4 separate regions of the Rattus norvegicus genome follow, and regions 1, 3 and 4 are each linked to region 2. Evidence: chromatin contacts called from public Hi-C data. All regions are on one chromosome and are shown on one strand. The core of a region is the stretch at or near the end of the contact, and the rest is flanking DNA. Distances in the headings are between cores, read along the strand shown.

Region 1 (3,052 bases), core at 211-2,710, 160 kb after region 2:
CTACATGTCCATTCTTTTGATCAAAGCTATGCAATGCTCACTTAAAACAATTGCTAGATCTTCCTACTAACATTCACATTTACTAAATATCCCTCCCAACGTCCAGCTTTGTTTGCAGAAGTGTAAGACATTCAGTCTAACTCATATGGGGAATAATTAGGAGTCAAGTAGCCAGATTTGTGTGTTGGGGCAGGGTGGGATACTGGAGACTGTTCTGAAGTCTTAATGCTCTACAACTAATTTACAGGGTGTCACAGAGCTGTGCAGGGCACCTCATGTGTTCAGCAGGAAGTTAATGGTTCAGTTATGGCTTTGCCTCCCGTTGACAAGAGCAAAAGTTTGGGACATGGCCAGGTCTGAGGTAGGATTTTTTTTTTTAACATCCTAAGAAGATAGATGAGGGGAGCGAAGGTTATTTATTCCTTGCATCCAGAATGAGTGTTTTAAAGTAACAAAACTTTAATCTTTTTGTATATTGAGCTCTCCAAAGGAAAATAAATTGTATAGATGACTTCAATGGACTCGCGGCCAGCAGACTGTGAGTGACACTGAGGGAGCCCTCAGCTCCGGGTGTCTGGAGAAGGCAGAGGATTAAAAGAGCAGAAGATGACTCTTTCTGGTGTTTGATGTTCGGGCCATTCCGATGTCCCCGGTTCATTTCTGAAGTGTGATTACATCATTCTTTCTATTACGATGCCACACAGACCACCTTTTACTACAGGTGATTTACATTCCAAGCTAGAATTAGAGATACTTTCATGCAAACGTATTTAGGGAGAGTTCACTTTAAGGTGGAATTTAGTTCTAATGAAAGGAGAGCCTAAAGGACCCTAACACCTTCTGCAAGCAGTCCAGACTCTAACTGGAGAAAGTGGAGCTTAAAAAGAAAATGCGGGTAGGTTCTTTGTCTCCTAGGAAACTCTTCATTTCCGACTTGGGAATCGGGGCGAGTTACTCCCCGGCCTCACACAAATTCCTACCCACTCCAGAGCGCTCCAGTGGGCAAAGACGGAACTCTGTTCTTTCTTTTGTGTGGCCCGACCGTTTGTTTCTCTCCTGGCAACAGCTTCTCCTCCCTTCATCCTCCCGGCTTTCTTCCGGGCCTGGGAACTGCGAGGCCAGGAGCTGTGTGGCAGTCCCTTTGCCCGGTTTCGGGTCCCTGTGCGCAGGCACGCATTCATTAGCACCACAAGAGCACCAGAGACTGGAACGCTTCATAAATATTTAGAAGCTCCCACCACCTTCCAGAGAGTGGGGGGGGGGGAGAGAAAGAAAATTTAGTGTGGAGTTGGTCAGGGTAATATGCATGTGAATCAGAAGTGCGGACAAAGGATGAAAGGTGCTGGAAACTCCAACAAACCCGTGATCCCCGGGGGTCATTCTGCCTGTTCCAGCCCACACTATCCCGGGCCTGCCTTCTTCCTGCGCATGAGCGGACTGAGCCTGTTTCCAAAGACAGTTGGCAAAGGATGTGTGCTCTTTGTTCTGTCCCGCACTTTCTTAACAGACTGATTTGCTTTGCCCTCTCCCCTGCGCTGGCGGCTGCCTTCTCCTTTGCCACCCACAGAAGTGAAGTATGAAGATTTGGGATCTACACTGATATGCAAGGCAAGAAAGGGAACAGAATATGGTTTTGTCGGGGAAAATGTGCGCAAAATCAGCCTGTGCGTCATAAACAATACATCGACACTCACTGCACCGCAGGTTGAAAAGCCTCCATAAATGTCCCGTGGACAGAACCCAGAATCCCAAGAGAAAGTCTGCACACAAACAGCTACCTTGACACACACCCACACACCCTATGAAGCTTTTAAAAACTATTTTTAAAGACTCCGCGTGGAGTCAGAACCCCTGGCTTTTATTTGAGGGAGGTCTGGAGTGCACAGGGCAAGGGAGAGAGCTCAAGAGCGGAAACTAAAACAGTCTTCTTTCTCTTTCCAAAGCACTGTCTCCCTGGAAGGATGACCAATGGTCTTAGAGCCCGGAAGTGAATACTGGGGCAGAAAAGGATGGATTGGCCAGGATAGTTTTCACCAGAAAGGAAGAGAAGGGCGGCATGGAAATAAGCAGCCCCAGGGGAAAAAAGTTCTCCTCTGTTAAAAGGGGTGGCTTTAACCAGGTAGGAATTTTAAGTCAGAGCCTTGTAATGCCTTACAGTGATTGAGATAAACCAAGTGGATTATGGGTCCTAGAAAGCATCCTGCTTAGAGCACACACTATACAGCAACCAGATCCTGAGTAATTAACAATAGAAAATCACTTCCATCCTATTTCACGTTTTGGAAATACTGGGATTTGCAATTATGTTGCTTTAAACAAAAGTGTGCAAATATTATTAGTTAAATTCCATTATAAGGGAACATTGGAGGAAAGGTGCAAAATTTCACAAAAGCTTCCAATCTGCCCCTGTTCACTACTTACTTCAAGAAACCTTTAATGAGACAGAAGTTCACTGAAAATTAAAAGGAAGGTGGGTGGTTTGCCTTGTGTGTGTGTTTGGGGAGGTCTTGCTACTCTAGCATAGCAGCGAGGCTCCCCTGGAGACCATCGCCAGCTGTGGCCGTATAGGAGGAAGGCCTGAGGCAACCCAGATCATTTACAGCATGTTAACAGGCTGTGTACTATGAAGATGGGATTGTCAAGTCAGTTCTCAGGGTGCGTGCGTGTGTGTGTGTGTGTGTGTGTGTGTGTGTGTGTGTGTGTGTGTGTGTGTAGGGCACTGATGCCAAAGTCAGAGGCCCAAGGGAACCATCTGGGCAAAGTTGGTAAACTGGTAACTTGCCCCAATAAGCTGAGGAAAACTAGCTCCAATCACCTTAAGTCAGGAGGAGGTTTACGGATAAGGGTAACTGGGAAATGTGAAACAACCGTAATGGATTCAAGAGCTCCAACAAGCCACGGGGAAAAGCTCTCTTCTGCTTTGCTTTTTCCTGACTCCTTTAGCAAGCCTCTCTCACAGCGACCAGGATTCCCGACGCATCCTTATCTTCAGCCAGTGATCTCGCCTAAACAGGAGGCCATGTTTCCTGTTGACAGTTTCTGCAATGCTTGC
Region 2 (2,700 bases), core at 111-2,610:
TAGCACTGGTTTGAATAAAATGTTATTCTGTGGGTTTTCTTAATTAATAAACCCTGTGTGCATTGAATACACTGGATTTTAGACTGTATTATGATGAAGCTAATTACACTGTATAGGTTCACTTTTAATATGATTTTTTTTGTTTGTTTGTTTGTTTGTTTTTTCTGGTGCTGAGGCTGGCTTGGCAGTGCTCTGTCTCTGAACCACACCCCCGGAATCACATATTTGGGAATCAGTTCCTAGGATAGAAAACAGAGTTTCAGATGCCAAAGAGAGAGTTACCTTTGTAAGGGAAGAAGCCAATGTCACAGTCTCCAAATAAGGTCAAGGTTCAGGTTGCACCGGGGAGGCAAGCAGAAATGATACATGCATGAGGTAGTTTGCAATGAGCTGAGCAGGTATGGAATAACCCTGGAGCTGGACAGAGGCAGGGAAAGTCTTGGGGTACACAGAATTGGCTGCAGTTCCCGCAGCTATGAACCCTGCTCCATGAGGCAGCCTGGCCCCAGCCTTGGAAGCAGAAATGATCACATGGTCACCGGTTTTGATTATCCGAGATTAGGGAACTGGCAGGTGGGGGTGGTGGTAAAAGGACGTTTCTAGAATGTGCCTGGGGATCTGGCAAGGAGTTCAGAGGAGGTAAGCAGTTGGGCAGGCTGTGTGGGAAGAAGCCTTAAATAACTGCCCTGTAAGCTTTGTGTTTGACAGGGCATTGGTAATGGAATGCCAACAACAAAGTGCACATTCCTGGAGGTCTGGGAGCCCAAGATCAGGTTAGCTTCTTCTGAGGCCTTTCCTGGGCTTGCAGATGACCTTCTTCTTGTGTCCCCATACGTCTGTCCCTGCCCCCAGTCTCTGTGTCTACACCCCCTTTATAAAAACTTGAGCCCAACCTATGGCATCACTTTGTTTCTGTAGCTTCAACCTCAAGGATCAGAAGTCAAGGTTTAAGGGTCAAATAGGAGAGTGGAGGAGGGGCGCCGGCGGCTCAGGACAGGAAAGCAGTGCTTAGGACAGTGCGGGTGGCCCAGTTGTAAGCCAGAGAGCCAGGCCAGCTGGGCTAAGCGTCAAAGGAGAGCTTCTGGGGATGGCTGTGCAAATCAGGAGACTTCATCACAAAGAGGCTTCGGGGCTGGGACTGCTCACCTTTTCCTCAGGCTTCTCCCAGGTAGAGCGCGCTACACAATTCGCTGACATCATCTGTGCCTTGTCAGCCTCACACTGTCGAGCGCCAAGGGCTCAGAGTAGCTCTTTTCATTTTTGATTTCCCAACCACTTAGTCAGCGGTGAATAGCTGACCTGAAAGGACAATTCCCAGTCAGACCTTTTTTTTTTTAACCCCAGACCAAGGGTCATGTGCCTGCAGTTTTCTCTGAAACCAGTAGATGGCGATCTTCCATCCTCGGCGGGTTGACCCGCAGGGATTAGCACAGACCTTTCCCCTCCAAGGACAGACCTTAAACTCTATCTTGTCCTGGAATCTGAGGCCCAAGGCTAGCTCATCTTCTTTGCTAATTTATGCTTGTTCCCGATAACCTAGAAAACAGCTGCACAAGGATTAAGATCTCCACTGGCGGTGGCTAGTCTCCCCCGCGCCTGTCCTTGTGTTCCCCATCTCACACCGATGGCGTTCGTTCTCCAGTCACGGGATCTCACAAACCTCCCACGCCTCTGGATTTCTTCCAGTTTTCTCAAGTCAGTTGCTGCTGCTGCTGCTGCTGCTGCTGCTGCTGCTGCTGCTGCTGCTGCTGCTGACTGTCGTTGTCGCTGTCGTTGTTGTTGTTGTTTGTTGTCCTTGTTGTTGTTGATTTGTGCCATACTAAACCAGTTCGGGGGCAGTCAACCTTTTGACTTCCCAATATGAGGTTGTCGTTTACAAATGTGTTGGCCACATTCACACTATCCTGGGATACCTGTGACTCATGGGCTGCAGGCTACACACACCTGAACCTTTCTGTTCCTCCCCCAACCTCCTGTTCCTTCTCACTTGTAGCCCACACTTAAGAGAGATTCCTCTTTGCATTATAATTTACCTCCTAACTCCAATGCTCACCAAGTAAAGTGGACAGCAAAGAACCTCACCTTGCCAAAGCCTCAGAAAAGTTTAGGCTGACTTTTCTGTGAAGTAAACTCATGGAGATTTTTGCACCAACTACCAGCAATACAACGTACTTCGTTTGACTTCAATGCCTAAAAGATTAAAATTTTGATATCAGCCATAATATTTTAAAGCAAGCTAGAATATGTTGGCGGTTGTATCAAGAATCTATTTGATATCAAGGAATATAGTTGATGAAATGGCATGGCATATGATTGACAAACATGGCATTAAAATGTGGTGCTGGCCGTGGAGTATCTCAAAGATGGGGGAGAAGCTGACCCCTAACACTGAGGACACACAGTTGCCTTAGCATCGGCTGAGGCTAGCTCAGAGCAGGCACACGAGAGCAGTTTGCATCACCTTCCAACGCAGACCCTCTCTGCTCTATGTCTGTTTCTGCCTCAGCCGTAGAGCTAAGTTAGAAGAGGTGGAGTTTCCCAGGGTCTCGCGGCACCCTGGTTCTGCAGCAGAGGATGCTGCCTACCGTCTGCACTCAATGCCTCGTCCGTAATAGCATGCTTATGGTTCTTCGAAGGTGAAAAGGTTCAGAACTAATCTGAAATAGGATGCACTTCTGTTCTCTTCTTCACAAGAGGGAG
Region 3 (2,953 bases), core at 399-2,898, 230 kb before region 2:
CAAGGTCTACTAGTCACAGAGCAGATGGCCAGTGATAGCTGTATTGTAATTTCCAGTTTTGAAATTATTAGGAATAGTGGCTGCAGAGATGACTCAGGGGTAAAGAGCCCTGGCTGTTCTTCCACAGGACCCAGGCTCTATTTCCTGCACCCACATGGTACCTCACAACTATCTATAACTCCAATTCCTGGGGATTTGACACCCTTATATCAGACATACATGCATGCATGCACACATACAGACGTACATACAGGCAAAACACCAATGCACATGACATAAAAATATGTTGTTTCAAAGAAGACATTATAAGGAATGGTGGCCTCTGCCAGACTTCAGTTTAATGTCAATAGTCATGGAGATTCTTCTTGTGCTTTTCAGAGTAATTTAAGTATAGTAGGTTTGTCATAATATTCTATGAAAACGATGAAGTGGCCTTAAACAAGAAAACAGCCTACAAAAACGCTAAGAACCCCACTAGAGAGACCATCAGGACATGTTCTGAAGAAGTCCTCATGTTAGTGAGAATGCAGCTTATGATGAGAGATCTGTGAAAATGCTCACAGCTGCCCAGTTGGTAAGATGACCCCAGCACCTCAGCACACTGACTCCCTTCTTAGGAGAGTGTGGCCCTGGCTCTGAGGACTTACCAGGTTCATAGTGTTCCCCTGGTAGAAGACATGATTCAGCGTCAGTTATAGTGCCTGTCATGGCCCCTTTCCTCATGATGTCCAACTTCCGCCTCAGATCTCTTCTATGAAGTGCCTTTGGCTACTTCTAATAACCCCAAAATGTTTGCCATACTATACCAAGAATGGTCACAGGCTTACTCAGCCCTTAAACTATGGTTATACATGCATAGAGCATGCACATGAGACCACAAGTTGAAATTCCAGTAGCTGATTGCTTCATGTTGCCTTACGAGGACTCACTTTGTCAAGATGATGCAGATCCTAAACCTGTAAGGTGGTCAGAAAATGATTAGGGTCACATCACAGCCCTTGAGCCTTCCCATGGTACAATGCCAACAAAGAATTCAGATATTTTATTAGTGGCATAGAATGTCTCAGAAACAAAAAACAAACAAGTAAACAAAACACTACAAAAAACGAATACATTGAAGAACTGAAAGTTATTCAAGGACAAAACCATTTTGTGTGTTTTAACTGTTTAAACAATTAGTTGACTTATCTTCATGAATCTATCAGTCGATATCTTTCAGTAGACTTGAGTCATCTTTCATTTTCTGTGCAGTGCACACAGCCTTTTAAACAACCCTTCATGTTTGACATTTTGTCATACTTCAACTGGTCCAAACTGTGTTTTCTCTCAAAGACTCCATACTGCTGTGAAAGCTTTCCCTGTGAATTTTATTCCTCCATTCTTGGCTAAAAACACTTGTGGCCTGATCCTACTCTGTTTACCCAGGTCTTTCCTTAAGAGTTGAGGGGATTAGAGCGTGAAAAAAAAAAAAAGGAAGAGAGGAGTTGCCAGTAGGTGGCTCACTCTGAATGTGCTTGGGATGGGATCAGAAATGTCACCCCTCCTCCACTAAGCCTTTGTTTTCAATCCCTGCTGCTTGGAGCCTTTTTCTGTAATGCCTGAGTCATTTGCAGGGGGTGAAGAGGGGAAGAAAGAGAAGAAAGCCAGCATGCACCAGCCTCCTCAGAGCGTAAGAATAGCATGGCCCCATCTCATTTGGAGTGGTCCCCTAGTGGAGCCTGGACCGAATTCTCTTCCCCACACACAATTGCTTGTTCTTTTGTTCCTTGTGTCCTTGGCAAAGACTGAAAGAACTAAGCCTGTAATACTTAGGCCCTCCTGTGTCACTTAAGGGATAATAGGCCATTGTCTTCATTAAGCCACCCTTGTTTTAGCAAATAGAATCCAGAGACTGGAGGGAGAACATTTTGAAGGGGGCAGAATCAGAGGAGAGATGCTTCACTGGATTCCCTAGAGAAACTGTTTTGTTTCTCCTGCTTTATTGCTCCTCACTGAGAAGATTCATATTCAAATGGGCCGAGTCCGTGAATACTTGCTTGCACATTCTCATGCACCCAGGAAGGCTATGATTATGGCTAATTACAACGCAGAATGAAACCCTAACAAGAGTGCTCAATCAGATTGTTGTTCATGCATGAAGTAACCAAGGCTGGCCAATGGAGGTGTGATTCTGGTAATTACAAACATTGTGGCTATTTGAAAAATGCTTAGTAAATCTGTTCAGGACAAAATAAGGTCTAATTAATCACTTTAGACGCTGATTTCTCCAGACGATTCATGTGCACTTAAAAAAAAAAAGTTTAGGGTCCCCTCAATAAACCAAATCTAAATATAAAATATGCTCATTGCCCACACTTTGTCGGAGGAATCAACTATACAGCCTGCCCCATTCCTGTCTTTTCTGACCATCATATCACAGCCTGCCTTGTATGCAACTCGACAGAAGGTTCTTTAAAAATAAATGTGTACATATTCTTGTTATTATCTGGCGACCCAGTACTTTATAAAAAGTTACTGGAAAGCATCAACTGTTAATTTAAATGTCCAGAGCGATATATAATAACTGCGCTGATATGCCTTAAGTCTGAGTATTCTGAGAATGCTGGCTGTAACCCTGGAGTATAATACCCAAGGATGCTACAGGATGAAGAGATGTTATCTTCTCCTAACCCGTCACAAAGAACAGGACTGAGGCCACAGTAGCAATGAAGAAATGACAATCGAGAACTTTGTGACATAGGTGTCCATGGGAAATGGGAAATCTGTGTAGTTTACAGACATTTAGTGTGCTCCAAGAGGCAGTAAACTAGGAAACTTAACAAAACCATGTGCTCACTCACTCACTCGTCAGAGTTCCTGTATTGCTCTCCTTCCTTCCTGTCATGTGAGGCTCCATAAAGGGCAGGGAAAAAGAGATCTTCCTGGGCTCAATAGCTGCCTTGAGGAAGACAGG
Region 4 (2,769 bases), core at 138-2,637, 130 kb after region 2:
GTTTTTTGAAAATGTTCCTGTTTCGTTTTCTCTTATGTTTTCTCTAGTGAATAGACTACAGCCAATGGGTGTGGGAAAGGACCATGAAGGAAACATATCACACCTGTCACCTTCCTCAAAGGCACAGCCCACCTGAGAGATTTATTACTGATGCCATTCGCTTTGATCACTGGCTGAGGGAGTATGTACCAGGAGGCCCTCAACTTTCTGTACTTAGGGAGAAAGGCAGTAGGTCCACTGGCCTCAGGGACAGGGGTGAGGTGGCAAAGTCTTGCTCTGTGTGTTGGACGGAGGTCTATCATATAAATAATAGAAGGGTTTTTCATTGAAGACACCCTGCCCTCTCACGCTCACTCATTTATACATTCAGTCATTTATTCTGTTCCTTCACACTTACGCATATTCATGTTACACCTTGGGTTTACAAAACGGTAGGATTTCACTTCCTTTTCTTTGCTCACTCTTACACAGCTTTGGCCCATGGATGGGGGGAAGTCGGGGTGCATTCTAAGTTGGAGCTTGAGTCCCTTTGACAAGCCCTACTTCTTAAGTAAAATCTGAGTACTTCTTTCCTCTTGCTAATACAAGTTAGACTTACATTTCCCTTGATCCAGCTCTAGAAAGCCATTTAGCGAAAGTGCGGTGGAGAACTGGGTTTGGAATCTAACCTGTGGAGCTAGGATGTATGTGGTACTTCTCTGTTCTCAGTGGACAGAACTGGGAGACGCACGTGTATGCATGCTCCTTTTTGCAGGGCTGCATGATTCAGTTCATGCTCCTTCTCGTCCCTGAACCAGCTGCCCCCTACCCTTCTCAGTACTTGAAGCTTCCTGGTCCCACCAGGAAAAAGCTGTCTCTCAGCAGCCACCATTTTTTTTTCCTAATTAGTGCAGCCCCAACACATGTATACAGTTCCTGAAGGTTAGCAACCCATAACCCCATTGAATCTCTTACCTATGCTTTTGACATAATTATTAATGTACTAGCTTTGTGCGTAATAAAATATTGAAGGAGAATACTGAGATCCAAGAAGATTCCATGAATCAACTGGAAAAATGGAAGCTGAGTAGGAATCTGAGTTCACCGGGGTTCAATAATAGATAAATGACTTAAGTAGTGAATAATAGAGAGCGGGCTCACAACACCTCGTGTGAGGTGGGCAGATATAGATGGAGGATTTGATTGACTGACAACCCAGGACATGATGGTGTTGCTAAACAAAACCACTGGATGAAAATAGAATGGTCCAGCAAAGGGAAGAAAATGCCTACTTGTCTGTGCACGAGGCAGACACATGGCCACACTCGTACACATTTATACCTATCCTTTAAAAGAGTACCTAAGGAGAGGGGGAAGAGCCACGAGGGAGAGATGGGATCATGGTCTTAAAATACTAGCAGGGATTAGATGTACCCTGCGCTGCTACAGGGGACGGAATTTGTCCCAGGGAAGTTAGGGATCATTCCCAACTGGTAGAACTGAACATAACAGGGACAAGTAACCCCTCCCACACTCTCCCTATTTGGGGAACAGCAGATTCCTGACCACAGGTATGCCCCCATGAAGCCAGAGGGCAACACTAGAGTTAGAGGACTGTGGGAAACAACTGGAAGGTGGCCCAATGGGCTCATTTGGTAACAGAGCCTCTATGGAAGTAGAAATAAATAATTAAAATGAGGAAGGTCAAGGGCCCAGAATAAAGGTGGGATGGGATACAAGAGAGGGCGAAGTCCTGTCTTCAGGCCAAACCTACTTAAAGGTCTGGGTGGAGGGGGGATGCGTATAGGAGGGTAAAAAAAGAAAGATGTAGAGTTGATTTGATCAGAAGGAAAACTTCCTGAGAGAACGGAGCAAACGTCAGGAGAGGGGTTCCCACCTGTGCGAGCACCACCAATGATTGCAAAGGAACACTTGGACTCTGTAGCGTTCAGAGGTCGACTAGCCACCGTGAGCTGCCAGGGCCCAACAGGGAGACATAAGAAGTAGGGTCAACATGCCGGGGCCCGAAATGGCTTGTTTGGTTGCAAACAACAGTCTACCCAGATGTGATCAGGGTAGCAGAATAAACTGCTGTCATTCTTTTACACGTATGTTTTTTATTCAAATAAAAAGTAATGTTTGAGAAAGAAAAGACAGTCTAACTCACTAAAACGAAGCCAAGAAAAAGCACACGATGTGTGCTGTAGTAACACAGTGGTGTAGCCACCAACCCCTGTGTACCTTGGTCCCACAATCCATAAAGAAAAGGGACTGGGCCCTGGACGTCTAAGGCTGTACCTGGTTGTAAATTTTTTTTAAAAGAGAGAATCTATGAAGTCAGAATGAGTACTCTCTTCTAAAATGCAGTTGAAACCCCTTCCCAAGTTTGGGTCGTTTCTTTAACTTTGTTATCGGAAAGAAAATGAGTTCAGAGTGGAAACACAAAAGACTGCAGTCAGTACATTGCTCCCACCAGGCATGCAGTTCAAACAGAGATGAGGTGGGGAGAACATATTCAGAGCTTACAAATAAAGAAGCAGGTCACCCTGGGCCCACAGCAGTCCCCCTCAACCTGTGCCTAGATGGCACCATGTCAGTGGCTTGAGAAAGGAACTCAGCACACGGAGGCCAGCGCTGTTTTGGTGTGCACATGGAAAGATACCCTGTCATGGGATATTATATTCTGAGTGAGTGCCTCAGAGCAGAGACAAGTGGACCCTTGGGAGACAAGAAGGGAGGTAGATCCTGGGACTAAGCTGCCTCCAGAGTGTGGGCCTGGTTCACCACAGG

Evidence for each region. A called contact is a pair of places that touch in the nucleus more often than the background predicts.
Region 1: a Hi-C map of liver shows a contact between it and region 2, with 4 times the contacts expected there. The contact joins two enhancer-like sites. A contact is called at or near these places in 7 of 12 Hi-C or Micro-C datasets (the Rat2 cell line, hepatocytes, kidney and 4 more).
Region 3: a Hi-C map of Schwann cells shows a contact between it and region 2, with 9 times the contacts expected there. The contact joins two enhancer-like sites. A contact is called at or near these places in 7 of 12 Hi-C or Micro-C datasets (the A7r5 cell line, the Rat2 cell line, Schwann cells and 4 more) and 1 of 1 datasets of contacts at active chromatin or transcription factors (oligodendrocytes).
Region 4: a Hi-C map of psoas muscle shows a contact between it and region 2, with 2.5 times the contacts expected there. The contact joins two enhancer-like sites. A contact is called at or near these places in 1 of 12 Hi-C or Micro-C datasets (psoas muscle) and 1 of 1 datasets of contacts at active chromatin or transcription factors (oligodendrocytes).

What each region holds. Positions count from the first base shown.
Region 1 is chr1:52,916,616-52,919,667 of GRCr8, forward strand. No RefSeq gene overlaps it. Among named protein-coding and RNA genes, the nearest start is that of Cahm, 17 kb to the right of the region's middle. Within about 2 kb of position 1,461, at least 64 of the 93 cell types and tissues checked have an H3K27ac peak or open chromatin away from gene starts, as enhancers often do. A contact at or near this core is called in kidney and liver, where this site is marked.
Region 2 is chr1:52,755,036-52,757,735 of GRCr8, forward strand. The region is part of intron 4 of Pacrg (parkin coregulated); the gene reads left to right. Among named protein-coding and RNA genes, the nearest start is that of Cahm, 180 kb to the right of the region's middle. Within about 2 kb of position 1,361, at least 40 of the 93 cell types and tissues checked have an H3K27ac peak or open chromatin away from gene starts, as enhancers often do. A contact at or near this core is called in the A7r5 cell line, Schwann cells, kidney and 1 more, where this site is marked.
Region 3 is chr1:52,522,988-52,525,940 of GRCr8, forward strand. All of the region lies in intron 2 of Pacrg (parkin coregulated), which reads left to right. Among named protein-coding and RNA genes, the nearest start is that of Pacrg, 94 kb to the left of the region's middle. Within about 2 kb of position 1,649, at least 57 of the 93 cell types and tissues checked have an H3K27ac peak or open chromatin away from gene starts, as enhancers often do. A contact at or near this core is called in the A7r5 cell line and Schwann cells, where this site is marked.
Region 4 is chr1:52,887,569-52,890,337 of GRCr8, forward strand. All of the region lies in intron 2 of LOC120100098 (a long non-coding RNA gene), which reads right to left. Among named protein-coding and RNA genes, the nearest start is that of Cahm, 46 kb to the right of the region's middle. Within about 2 kb of position 1,388, at least 2 of the 93 cell types and tissues checked have an H3K27ac peak or open chromatin away from gene starts, as enhancers often do.